Regions from separate parts of the Mus musculus genome. Here region 1 is linked to region 2. A link is a contact called in public HiChIP or PLAC-seq data. All regions are on one chromosome and are shown on one strand. Each heading gives the region's core, a stretch centred on a gene start, on an enhancer-like site or on the middle of the called end of the contact. The rest is flanking DNA. Distances are from core to core; before and after follow the strand shown.

Region 1 (6,592 bases), core at 1,584-4,083, 470 kb before region 2:
AGAAATGTGCACGCAGTAAGCAAACTGTCCAAGATCACCCAGGCAGTGGCAGAACTGGGACTTTAAACCCAGGCAATCTGGCTCCAGATCTAACCCTGGAACCTGCATTACGCTGCTTCTCCGAGGGGGTCTTCTCAATTCTGTGTCTGGGCGTTCCCTGAGAACCAAGATGGCGACTGGTTTTGATGTTGCTGTTCGGAGGTGAAAGGAAGGAAACCTCATGGTCTCTGTACCCAGAATAGTTTAGGGTACACAGCAGGCAAGTATTTGCTGGGGTAAACTGCTCTTCAATAGTTGGCTAAGGAATCTACGTTGTTCTTCCTATAGGTCAGGGGTTAGCAAAATTATTCTCTAGGAGGTCAGAGAGTGAATATTTTAGACTTTGAAGACTATGGAGCAGTGGTTCTCAACTTACAGGTCTGGTCCCCCATGAGAGTCAAACAACCTTTTCACAGGGGTCACCTTAGACTATCATAAAAAACAGATATTTACATTAGAAGTACAGTTACAAAGTAGCAACAAAAATAATTTTATGGTTGGGCGGGTCACCACAACATAAGGAACTGTATTATCAGGAAGATCAGAAGCCACTGCTATAGAGTCTCTGTCACAATCGTGTGTGGTTGTGTTCCTCTCCGCTACCCTGCTAGCCCGGCCCCTTTATTGTTGCTGTTGCAGTGCTGAGGAGATATATACACATATATATACATATACATAAAAAATATATATATATATATATATATATATATATATATATATATACATATATATATATATACAATCTACCATAAAAGCCACGCAGTAATTTTCCAGCCAATACTCCCATACAATTGCTCATTGATTCTGCATCGCACAGATGCAACCACAGACAGTGGGTAAGAAATAAGGATGGCTGTGCTCCAGAAAAATCTGATTTATGAACAGCTGGTTGAGCCTTGCCATGGGTGATAGGAATATCGGGTTTCTAAACAAGAGTAATTTTTTTTTCCCAAGACAGGGTTTCTCTGTACAGCCCTGGCTGTCCTGGAACTCACTCTGTAGACCAGGCTGGCCTCGAAATCAGAAATCCGCCTGCCTCTGCCTCCCGAGTGCTGGGATCAAAGGCGTGCACCACCATGCCCGGCTGAGTAATTTTTAAAGTTGAAGTTGTGTTTTAACACGATTAACTGTGATTACAATTTAATGTGTCGAAGAAGAGTTCAGAGTGTCAGGCATGGAATCACAAGTAATGGCCCATATTGCCCAACAGAAACAAAATGGACACCACAAACTTGAGTCATGTGTGTCACTTTAAACTGTTTAGAAGTTACTTAAAAAAAATAACTCTCAAAGTAAAAATTAATTTGAATACATTTGACCCCAATATACCCTAAATAAAGCCGCAACAGATAATCAACATAAAATTGAGACTTTTTACATTTCTGTTACTAGCAGGTCTTCAAAATCTATGAATTTTATACTTACAGACATCAGTTTGGATTAGCCCGAATTCAATAACTACATGTCTATATATTAAACATCACAAAATAATCACCAATGAGAGGCTGGGGTGGGGTGGGGGTTACACATCAGTGGTAGAGCATGCTAAGTGAGGGCACCACTTCAACTGTCAAAATCAAACAAACAATAAGACAATTAAATAACCTACAGATTCCTATATACGGCTGATGTTTTAAGTCCATTTTTCTGACTGCTTTGCTGGTTGATTCTGGACCTAATTTTAAATCGCATACCACAGTTTAACAGTCCAGCGACTCAATACATCAGTGTCTTCTTTTTGTTTTTGTTGTTTTTTAATTCAACATTTTTTTCACCGTTTAGTTTCTACAAACATTTTCACACCTGGTCTTCATTGCAATCAAATGAACAGCTAGACATATTAAATCAATTTAGCAAATGAGAAAATGTAATGTTCACAGAAACTAACAACTAAAAAGTTATTAGTAAAAGAGGGAAAAATCAGATCGCCTGTGGTTAGTGTGGCAAGTTTGCATTCATCTGTGCGATAAGATACCCTAGTGTAAACTCTGTGAAGATCAAGGTATCCCCAGGGGTCCGACGAAGGGCTTTACGGGTTGACTTATGTTTTGAATGTACAGAATTCCTGATTTTTCCAGTTTTGGGAGTTGGTTAAATGATTGAAACTGACGTGCGGATGAACCGAAATATGTCACTGAACGTTTTGTTTTGTTTTTAGATGGAGTTCTAAAGCTTCACCCCCAGTGTTCTTCAAAGGAGAGCATGAGTGAAGGGCCGGGCGACCTGAATCCTAGTGCGGACAGCTCCCTGAAGTCACCGTGAAGCTTTTGTGGAAATGACAGGGAGAATCAGAGTTGCCACCCAGAAAGGACAGGCTGGGCTCTGTCCCGCTGAGGGCCAGAACACGGACGTGAAGGAGTCGGCTTGCCATTTCCTCATTCCCTTTCCTCGCGTCCCCTCCGCAACGGCCGGCCCGGCCACAAACAAAGGTATCCATTAAGTCCGCAGGGTCCCTTCCCGATTCCCGGTGTGACAGTCCGACACCCGCGGACCGACCGATCCCCACGGAACCCAGCCGCCATCTTCCCCATTGGCGCGACCCCAACCGCCACCCGCCGGCTCCGGGAGCTCACCTCTCCTCGCAGTCTTTGCATTTCACTAGCAAGGGAACAAGCTGCTGGAACAGAACTTGACTCATGTCGGACCGCTGCCCCGACGGGAGGGTGAAGAAGCCCAGTAGGCCCGGCCTTCGGTCCCGGCTGCAAAGAAGAGCCGGTCCCGATGAGTTTGAGTTTGGCGCTCAGCTCCCGCGGAGGAGGAGGGAAACGATAAACAGAGGGAACGAAGGAGCTTTGGACCTCGTCAGCCACCGTCACCTTTTTCCGGTTCGGGCACCGACCGAGCCGGGCTGATGCGTCATTTCCGTGGACCCACCCCCCTCAGGCGGCCACGTTTGTTAAGGGAAGTGGGACCAAAGGGGACTGACAACTTTGGGCTGAGCCAGGCTTTCAAAAGGACCCAGCGTTATGGAGGCTCCGGCGGCGACTTCGCCCTCGATCGGATTTCCCATCGACGGCAGATGCAACTACTTCGTAGAAAAGAAGAAGCGCTTCTGCAGGATGGTGGCGGCCGCGGGGAAAAGGTTCTGTGGCGAACACGCTGGCTCCGCCGAGGTCAGCTATCGCCCTCCCTTCCTGGGAGTCGCGGGTCTGTGGGTGCTGGACCCCAGTCTCGCCCCTTTGACAGGTTCCTGCTTCCGTCCCATGGATTTAAGTAAATGCAGTTCTGCCCACCGCTCGGAGCCGCGAGGAGCCCCCGAGGAGCATTGCTTTCTTGTACTAAAAGCTCCCTCTGCTGTCTCAGAGACCCTTACACTCATCCTTCCTTCCGCTAGTCCCCCATCCTCAGGGGAAGTGATTATTTTTATAAAGGAGTGCTTGAAAAAGATCACTAGGTTTTATTAACTGGGTTCTAATTAATTATAGTTATTGTTTTTGAACGATAACCACTTGTGAATGCATGGGGAAGAAACTTAGAAACAATTTTTGTTTGTTTGTTTAGACTTGTAGATTAGTAATTTGCCTGTTCTTTATACATTAGGAGCCACTAATACTTTTGCACTTACAACCAAAATGTCTTATGACATTAATGTCTGTTGAGAGACAAAAAAAAGAAAAAAACAAAACAAAACAAAACAAAAAACTTTGCTTTCAACTTTGAAGTTTGTTATTTTACGTTTATTTTTCCTTCTCCGTCCCAGAATAATAATTACAAGTTCATAAGGTGTTTTCCTGGAGAGTTAAGTCTAAAGTCACAGGAAGCCTCATTACCCTCTACACCAAAAAAGAAAACATTTTACTAACCTGCTATACACTGTTTCTAAACTCAAACAATAGATTTTAAAAATGTGTGTGTGTGTGTGTGTGTGTGTGTGTGTGTGTTCTGTGATTACGCTTTGAAAGTTAGAGTACTATTTCCCTTGAAAGACAACTTTCTGTTTTTGAGATGGGGATCTTGCTGAATTGCTCATATTGGTCTTGAACATCTGATCCCAGGAATTCTCCTGCCTTAGCCTCCCAACTAGCTGGTCTCCATCAAAGAATCACACTGGAATTTAATTTAAAAGTCTATACATGAAATAATGTTGTTTTTTTTAATACTGAAAATTCCTTAACTTTCTCTAAAATTCAGTGTGCGTATCTTCATGAACATTCTGAAATAAATTGAAATAAACAATTGAGAAAAATTAAGAGTAAATACTTGGTCAGCTTTGGCTGTAGGGCTAGTACTAAACGTTATTTTGCTTTTAAAAATTCAATTTTCACAAACCTTAGGAAGCAAGTCATACTATTATTCTACTTAATAATATAGTAAGTCTATACTTAATATAGAAAGTCTATACTATTATTTACATGAAGCAGTCAGGATTATAGAGTTAGCAGCTAATAGAAAGAGCTGAGAATCACACCTAACCACTGGCCTCTGGATTTAATAATTGGGCCATCCTGTTGCATCCAGGTTGATAGGATCTGTGGGGCAGACCTGCCAACATTGTTTCCCTTGCTTTTCTCCCAGTGCCTATAATTAAATGCATAAAACATAAAAGACTGTAACTAGCATTTAGAAAAGTTGCAAAGCTAGTGAATATGACCCATTCTAAATTGTTAAAGCCATGCCTTGTTGTTCCTGGCGTATTTTCTCCTGTACTCTATTCTGAGAGAGGGTCTGAGGGTCACCCTGGCTGGCCTTTGGCTCTGTCTGCCCTTCCTCTGGAGAGCTGATATTCAAAGCATGCTCCACCACGCCCATCATTTCCCCATATTTGAACACCTTTAGACAAATACGCATTTTAAAATCAATTTAAATGGGCAACACTTTTCAAAAAGAGCAAGGATGCAAGTAATGAGTATTTTAGTCAGCTCAATTTAGCCACTTATACCCAGTATATATTTATTTCAAAAGATCATTTTGTACATGATGAATATTGTTGTTAGTTAATCCAAAGTACATGGTTAACATCTTTTCTTAATGGTGCATACAATTACTGTACCCATTTTTAGGAGGTGTTATCTCTGATGCAAAATTACATTAGCAAGCCAAAACAGTACTTATTCATTCATACAGAAGCGAGCTACAATGAAGACTCTTATTATGCGGCATGACCTAATCTTGCTTATTTTTCATTGTATCCTTTAAGTTTTCTTACCTTATTTTAGGAATAGAAACACACTGTGGGTGTATCTAACATCTGAATGTAATAAACTTGACATTTAAATAAATGTATCCGTTTTAATTTATTAGGAAGAAAATACTCGGAAAAGAATCTTGTGTCCTTTAGATCCAAAACAGTTAAGTATAAGGTCAAATAAGTGGGTTTTTGTCATTTGGGGTGCGTGAGTGCATTAGTCTTTGTGTGTGTGTGTGTGTGTGTGTGTGTGTGTGTATGTGTGTGTGTTTGTATATATTTGTTTGTGTGATGTACTAGAAACGGTTAAGTTTCACAAGGTTCATTTACGATTTTTCTAACTCTTAAATTTTCTCTTTAAATTTAGCACAGTGTATGAAGACCAACTAGCAAAACATTTGAAAAAATGTAATTCAAGAGAGAAGCCTAAGCCTGTAAGTATTTGAAATGTATGTGTGATATCTGTATATAAATACTTAGTATTATAAGATGCAGATTGAATTTGGCAAATGTACTGTACTCACTTGATAGCTGTACTTTTCTTCCCTCCTCTTTTCTGTACTTGTGTTTTATCTGTTGGCTTGGTTAGATAGGAGGCAGGTTACACTGTGTAGCCCAGGCTAACCCCAAACTTGAGGCCGTCTTCCCTTAGCTTCTCTAGTACTAAGACTACTGGTGGGTGCCACCTTGACCAGCCCAGAATAATTATTTCATGTTTTCTTTTTGCTTGCTTTTGAGATAGGGTGCTGTGCTGCATTACTTAGGCTGCTCTTCAGCACAGCTCAAATGTTTCTTATGCTTTGCTTTCCAAATGCTTCGACGATAGGTACATGATATGCCAACACACCCATCGCCATAGCGGGACAGAGAGGGGTGATGGTGCAGCAAGAGATTTCCAATCAGAGATAAGAATTTAGGATTAAAGTTGTAAAGAATAACTACTGGGCGTCTTTGAGATGCAGACTCAGTGTAGAGATAGTGAATGTGAGCTAGCACCAGGCCACATACATCTTAAACAGTGTCCATCTAAGCCAGAGCTAAACATTTACAGAGATTGATTGATTGATTGATTGATCTTTGGTTTTTCGAGACAGGGTTTCTCTGTATAGCCTTGGCTATCCTGGAACTCACTCTATAGAGCAGGCTGGCCTCGAACTCAGAAATCTGCCTGCCTCTGCCTCCCAAGTGCTGGAACTAAAGGCGTGCGCCACCACCACTCGGCTAGATTTATTTTTTTTAAATATTTATTCATTTTATGTATATGAGTACACTGTCTTCGTGCATACCAGAAGAGAGCATCAGATCTCATTCCAGATGGGCAAAACCATCCCAGATGATTTTGAGTCACCATGCGGTTGCTGGGAATTAAACTCAGGACCTCTAGAAGAGCAGTTAGTGCTCTTAACTACTGAGCCATCTTTCCAGCCC
Region 2 (6,895 bases), core at 3,872-6,371:
AATAGACATACATGATCATGAGGTCAAATAGAAATACTAGTACATGCATAGTAAAGTAAGAGCCTGCTGCCAATGGCTGAGAGTCTGTCTAAAGCACAGAAGGCAACAAGTGACATAAAGATATGAGTTGATGTTAGCGCCTTCCCACTCCAGTGCTGGCTATTGAACCCAGGATCTTGTGCATGCAAGGTGGACACTCTAGCACTGAACAATTCTCAACTAGGATTTTTATGAAAAGATTTTCCACAAAGAACACACAACTTTCTTTTTTATTTATTTATTTTTTATTTTTATTTTTTATTGGATTTTTTCTGTATTTACATTTCAAATGTTATCCCCTTTCCAGGTCTCCCCCCTCCAAAACCCCCTCCCCCCTCTCCCTGCTTCTATGAGGGTGTTCCTCCACCCACCCATCCACTCCCACCTCCCAACACTCAGTTCCCCTAAAGTGGGGCATCTATTGAGCCTTCATAGGACCAAGGACCTCTCCTCCCATTGATGTATGGCAAGGCCATCTTCTACAACGTATGCAGTTGGAGCCATGTGTACTCCTTTGTTTATGTCTTAGTCCCTGGGAGCTCTTGGGGGACTGGTTGGTTGATATTGTTGTTCTTCCTGAACACACAACTTTCAAGAGAATCTCTGTTTCATTGCCTGTGGACATAAATCCTGAGACATTTGGGGCAGGAGACCACTATTCGTAGGCTACTCATTGGTCTAGAACTCATCATGACAAAACAGAGTGGTTTGGGGACACTGGATCTGGATCCCCTTTTGCTCTGCAGATGAGAAAACTTTGCCCTTGGGATTGAAGAACCTCACCTCCTATTACTCTTCCATCTACAGACAGAGAGAACAATTCTGCTCCCTCTTTTCTGACTACTTTTTTCTTTGTGTACCCTAAAAATGCTAAAATGGTTTTAGCATTTGCTGCTGAGCTGCAGTTCTTTAAATATCCATTAGGTTCCTAAAAGAAACCTTTAGTGCTGTCTAAGAAAGATTCAAACTATAATCAATTATTTGTAAAAGCTATCATATTTTCAGGGGAGATTTCCAAAGGCATTATACCTTGGGGAAATACACTTGTGAGATAGTTGAATAGCAGAAAAATACAATTTCTTACTTCTTTCATGTGATAAACTCTGACCCCCTACTTGCAGGAGCCATTTTTAAGTGGATACAGCACGCATGGTTTACAGTGATTCCCCTACTCCCACTACCTTAGTTGTTCATTTTCACTTGCTTCCTCATTCTTGTCAACTGCGAGCTCGTGCCACGCCTTCTCCAAGTCTCCTCTCAGTAATGTAAACACGTGTTTTTACAATCATTTAGAATGGGCAAAGACCTGACTATTTTCTTAAATCCTCACTGTGAGAAAGGGAATTTATTTGGAGTCAGATTGAATGATTGAGGAAGTGTATAGAGCTCTCATCAAAAGAACTCCCACCTGGATCCACTGGAAGCAGCTACTAGATTATGGGAGCAGGGATGTTTGCAAGCTCAGGGACTTCACTAATTTTCATTCTAAGCTTCAATAAGGGCCAAGTGGAGTTCTACACTTAGATTCACTGTGTTAAGTCCTAGGGTGTTCCCATACTGTCTGCTCGTTCCTTTTGTTTGTGGGTAACTACAGACGATTTGGATTGCTCATTGTATGTTCTTATGGTATTAACATACAAAACAGTAGCTCTAAGGTGGTACTAGGAAGTTATTATTCATCAGTTGAGAAATGGGCACAGTCTTGGGTCATTATGACTACCCTAGTCTAACTGTCAAATCTCATGGTGGCATTAATGCTTGAAGGAAAGGTGAAACCCTTCTGCAGACATCAAGGTGGCTTGGTCGAATAGAGTGTACCACGTAGAAATCCCTGGGGAAGGAAAACTGGTTTTAAAACGCAATTCTTGTTTCTTATTGCCAGGATCACTCACTGTCTGATATTTCGCAAACAACCGAACTTCTGAGTTTCCTGATCTTGTGAATATAAAGATAACACCCCCCCTCCCTTTTCTCCCAGCTCAAAAGCAGTGACCAAAATGCACTTTGGTTGAAGATTAGGTAAAGAATTTTAAAACTGTGAAATGTTACTAGAAAAAGAAAAAAAAGTCTAGAATTACTGCCCCAGAAGAAATATCTTATTTATTTTATATCACTTTATAGACACCTGAAACAGATCTAACATCAAGCCAGGTAAAAGTAGAGATGAGCATGAATGCCTTCTAAGGGCCAGAAGGTAAAAGCTGTTGAAACAGGGAGAGTACAATCAGTTCAAGGCAATCTGGTGTGTGTGTGCGTGTGCATGTGTGTGCATGTTTTGTTTTTATAAAAACTCACAGAAGGGGGTTAGTAGAAACCTTAGAGGTCATCCCAAGGAGACAGAACTAGGCAAGCACATCTCTGTTTACTCGAATTGCTATACACAAACACATGGCACACCCAGAGCACCAATGAAAAAATTCAAATACTCCTAAGTGAACTTACAAAGTGGAGAGGAGAATTAAAAAACAAAAAACAAAACAAAAAAAAAAAAACGATTTATTTTGTTTATGAGTACATTGTAGCTGTCTTCAGACACACCAGAAGAGGGCATCAGATCTCCATTACGTATGGTTGTGAGCCACCATGTGGTTGCTAGGAATTGAACTCAGGACCTCTGGAAGAGCAGTCAGTGCTCTTAACCACTGAGCCATCTCTCCTTCCTGAGACTTTTTTTTTAATACTGAAAACCTTTCTGTTGTGTAACAAAACATCCTCTTTGTGAAAATTCAATCAATATACATAGTATGTGTGTATTTTATTGAATATATATATATTTTTTTTTCTTACTCTCAGTGATATTAGTAAGGTTTTCCTCAAAATCCCCAAAAGTCACAATGACTTTATGACACCAACTGTCTTAGCACGATTCTCTCTACAGTTTAACTTTAGAAAATCTTAAACTTAGATCACTGAGAGAAATTATTTTCCTTGACTTGCAGACAAACCAATGGTCCCTTGATTATGATCTGTGGAAATCTTTCATTGATATCATGACAGTCTTTTTCATTCTCAAAATGTTGTCCTTGCCAGTGTTTCCGTATTGCTAGAGCGCCACAGTGCCTATACAGCAGTCCCCCCCCCCCAAAAAAAAAACACTCTGTGAGTTCCACTGAATTAGAAACAGGTAGAATGCTAATTGCCTGCCTAACTTGGCATCCATTTCTGCCCTGCTTTACCGACAGAATCTTGATTGACATGGGGCATTGGCCTTTTCAGTGAGACATCAGTGAAAGCCCCCACACCCCCCCCCAACTTCTTGGGAAGCTCCTTCAAAGAAGGCAGGCTCCATGCCTTTGAGTCCTTTCCCTTTACTTTTTGTATTTTACATCTGAGACACAGACGTGATGTTTGGTGAAGGAACGGCCATAGGAAAATCATGATGATTAACCATATAAGGACTGCAGAATTAGGACTGGCTTAATCTTGGTCCTCAGTATTTGCTTCAAAAACAACTGATCCAACTTCAAACTTCAGGCTCTTGGGTCTCTAATGAAGCTGCTATAAAAGATCTACATAGCCACGGAGAGTTCTTTAGCTATATGTTAGAGTAGTGGTTCTTAAACGAGGAAGGATTTGACCTTGTGGAATCCACCAAATAGTTTTTTTTTTCACTTCCTCTGTTGTATGTACTATTCTCCTTTCCTGATAGGAATTATTTCTCCACTCACTTGGGTGAGAACTGATACCAAATAAGATGAGTCTGCATGATCCAAGTAGTTATTTATTTTTAAGTGTCAAAGACATGGATTAACATTTTCTTACATGCCTTTGATCTATGGAGAAGGTGAGAATCAGTAGGGGGTAGTCTATACTCTCCTTTTATGACATGACATTGTTGAGGTCCTCTAGATGACATGGCAGCTAATGTCATCGATCCCTGGATATGTCGTCATAGCCCTAAAATATATCCCTCAACTTCCCTTTTATACTTGCCTCTCAGTGGGAGCCACATGTATTCTCAAGAGGGAATTCAGAAGTCTCTCCTGCCAGGTTGGAGCAGTTGGCGACTGTGGGTCTCACTGATAGCCTTTGTCCAATGACATGATACTGTTAATTTTACATGTGCCCAGATGTCTGGGAACTATACCTTTCTTGTGGAATTATTTTTTTCTCTCACGTGGCACTTATGAACTACATTCAGTATTTTGAACGTTTCTCTTCTAGATTTTAAACATCTAGAAGATGCTGCAGGTTTTATAGTCGTTATATATAAAACCATTATATATATATATATATATATATATATATATATATATATATATATATATATGGAATAGAAACAACTATGAATAAGAACTAGTCCTGGCCATGCAGGGAACTGATAATGCCATGTGGGAGGTAAACCCACATGTGTATAATACAAGGAAGTGGCTATTCCGGTTTCTTTCTGATGGGCAAGCATTTTGCAAGGACATGGGCTATGCATGTGTAAGACCTACAGAGGCATTTAAGACACTTAATTGAGTCTTTCAAAAAGTCATTTCACTGGGAGTAGAAAATAATAATAAAAAAATGGTTGTCAATTCATCTCCTAAAGCTAATCTGTTTACATATTCAATTGGACTTGTGGCTAAATAATGCAGCCAAAGAAATCCACCACAAAAATTTAGCAGACAGATCCCATTTTTTAGCGTTCAAGTCTGCAAAAGACTTCCTGTCATCCAGCAATGGGTCAAAGGGCTGGGGCATTGTCAAACAAAAGAAAAGATAATTCCCTTCATTCTGCATCAACGTCCTTTCATTTACTACTTCAGAAAGTTATTTCAGGGAGGTTTTTTTTTTGTCAAAAATTCACTTATGAATAAAAGAGTATAAAAATAAGAACTACTGACTCACATTCTAAAAGAGTGACTCATGATAATGGGTCAATAAAAACAAATAAAGGATATTTTCCTTTTTTTGTTGAAAGAGAACAATTTTTATTTTTTAAATTGCAAATGCATTTCTTAATGAAGAAAAGTCAGTGGTTATTTACTGAGTGATCTCTGTCTTTGCTGTCACACACACACACACACACACACACACACACACACACACACTGTTGGCAGTTTCATTTTGCAATCATCTTTTCAGGAGAGATAGCCCTTTCGGAGCTGAAGGTCAGGAAAAGCCAGAGATTTATATACTTGGAAGTGTCGTGTTTCCCAGGACTCAGAATGACTTCAGCCCAGAAAGCAGCTGAAGGGGTTAACGTGGGGACTTGGCTGGCTGTCAGTTAAACTTTTTCCCTGGCTCTGGGTTTCCCCTTGAAGGGATTTCCCTCCGCCTCTCTAGCAAGACCCTTTATAAAGAGCAGACTTTCTATTTCACTCACACCAGCCCGGCTGGCTTTGGAGGCTGAACACTTTTCCCAGACACTTTTCACGTGGGGCACAAAGAAGGCTTTGAAGCAGAGACTTGAAATGCCTGTGAAGATGGTCGCGGTCTTGGGAGCCTCAACGGTACTTTGGATACTGTTTGCAGTCTGTAAGTTCCTGACCTATTTCACACATCTACAGCTTCTGGTGTACTACAGAGCTTTGCTATAAGAGCCAGTATTCTGACAGAGCTGGGGACGGATTTTCTTTCCACTGTCAAATGAGTAATTTGGATTATATCGGTAGTGGGTCTATCTCTTTAGTTTCCTGTATTCGACAATGAAATCAAGCTTAGAAAGTGACAAAAAAAAAAAAAAAAAAAAAAAAAAAAACTTTGTGCAATGGGCTTCAAAGTCAGAACTGAGCATTCTTCTTCGCGGTGACGATTCCAGCACCTTCCTCAAGAGCAACTTCAGGGCTTTGGGTCTGTCTTGTGCTATTAGTCTGAGACAGTTTAAAAAGTAGATCATCCCAGCTGTGCTTTGGACACTGTATTGCTGCGCAAGAGAAAAAGGACACAGTATGGGGCAGACCATGGTAAACTTGTTCTCTCTCTCTCTCTCTCTCTCTCTCTCTCTCTCTCTCTCTCTCTCTCTCTTTTCAGCTCAAGCTTTTAAAATCGAGATCTCCCCTGAATACAAAACGATTGCTCAAATCGGTGACTCCATGGCCCTCACTTGCAGCACTACGGGCTGCGAGTCACCATTGTTCTCATGGAGAACCCAGATAGACAGCCCACTAAACGCGAAGGTGAGGACGGAGGGGTCCAAGTCCGTTCTGACCATGGAGCCTGTCAGTTTTGAGAATGAACACTCTTACCTGTGCACAGCAACATGTGGCTCTGGGAAGCTGGAACGAAGTATCCACGTGGACATCTACTGTAAGTGAAGGAAGGAGCTTTTGCTTTCTCTTGATTTTGTTTGAAAAAAAATTAACGATATATTAAACAGAGACTTTTAAAGAGTATCTAGATTTTTAGCTAGCAAATGCACAATTTCAATAAAGCCAGAGAAAGAAGAAGCTAGTTAAGAACAGGAAACTAAATTTTAACCCCTGTGTCCTTGTTTGCCAAAAAAATGGTGCCCATGTAAAAGAGACTCACACCTTCTTGGCTCCAGTTCTTAGCGCAGTGTGAACCTCCCCCTGGTTCTATTAGTTAGTTTTTTCCCCTCTAATCTTCCATTTGGGGGTATTTCTACACGTTCATGTATTAATGTATCCAAAGGATTGATGAGTTCCTTCTTTCTGGGATCTGCTTGTAGGCTCGGGAACTCTGAGAGTATGCAAACCTTCTGCATAGACATAATTAAAACATCTATTAACATTTCAGTCATTTGATGCAGATAAATTTGGGAGGTTTTGTTGTTGCTGCCAGAGAGCTTTGCTTTTATATCTCAGAGAGTTTTTGTTTAATAAGTTAGATCTGTCTCAGGCATATGTGCAGGTACCCATATTACCCTAGCCTACCCAAAATGCATCCTACTATCATCCTCAAATCG

What was found. HiChIP or PLAC-seq counts read pairs in DNA pulled down with a chosen protein or histone mark.
Region 1: a contact with region 2 is called in an H3K27ac HiChIP or PLAC-seq map of cardiomyocytes, with 3 times the contacts expected there. The contact joins the promoter of Sass6 here to the promoter of Vcam1 in region 2. A contact is called at or near these places in 8 of 39 promoter capture datasets (the 3T3-L1 cell line, 3T3-L1-derived adipocytes, cranial neural crest and 3 more) and 1 of 115 datasets of contacts at active chromatin or transcription factors (cardiomyocytes).

The regions. Positions count from the first base shown.
Region 1 is chr3:116,591,199-116,597,790 of GRCm38.p6, reverse strand. Sass6 (SAS-6 centriolar assembly protein) reads right to left here and starts at 2,833. Exons shown (of 17, transcript NM_028349.3): 1 at 2,613-2,833. The coding sequence starts at 2,677. It overlaps Trmt13 (tRNA methyltransferase 13), which reads left to right. Exons shown (of 12, transcript NM_030016.3): 2 at 2,198-3,152; 3 at 5,281-5,327; 4 at 5,532-5,598. The coding sequence starts at 3,006.
Region 2 is chr3:116,127,914-116,134,808 of GRCm38.p6, reverse strand. Vcam1 (vascular cell adhesion molecule 1) reads left to right here and starts at 5,121. Exons shown (of 9, transcript NM_011693.3): 1 at 5,121-5,505; 2 at 6,001-6,276. The coding sequence starts at 5,442.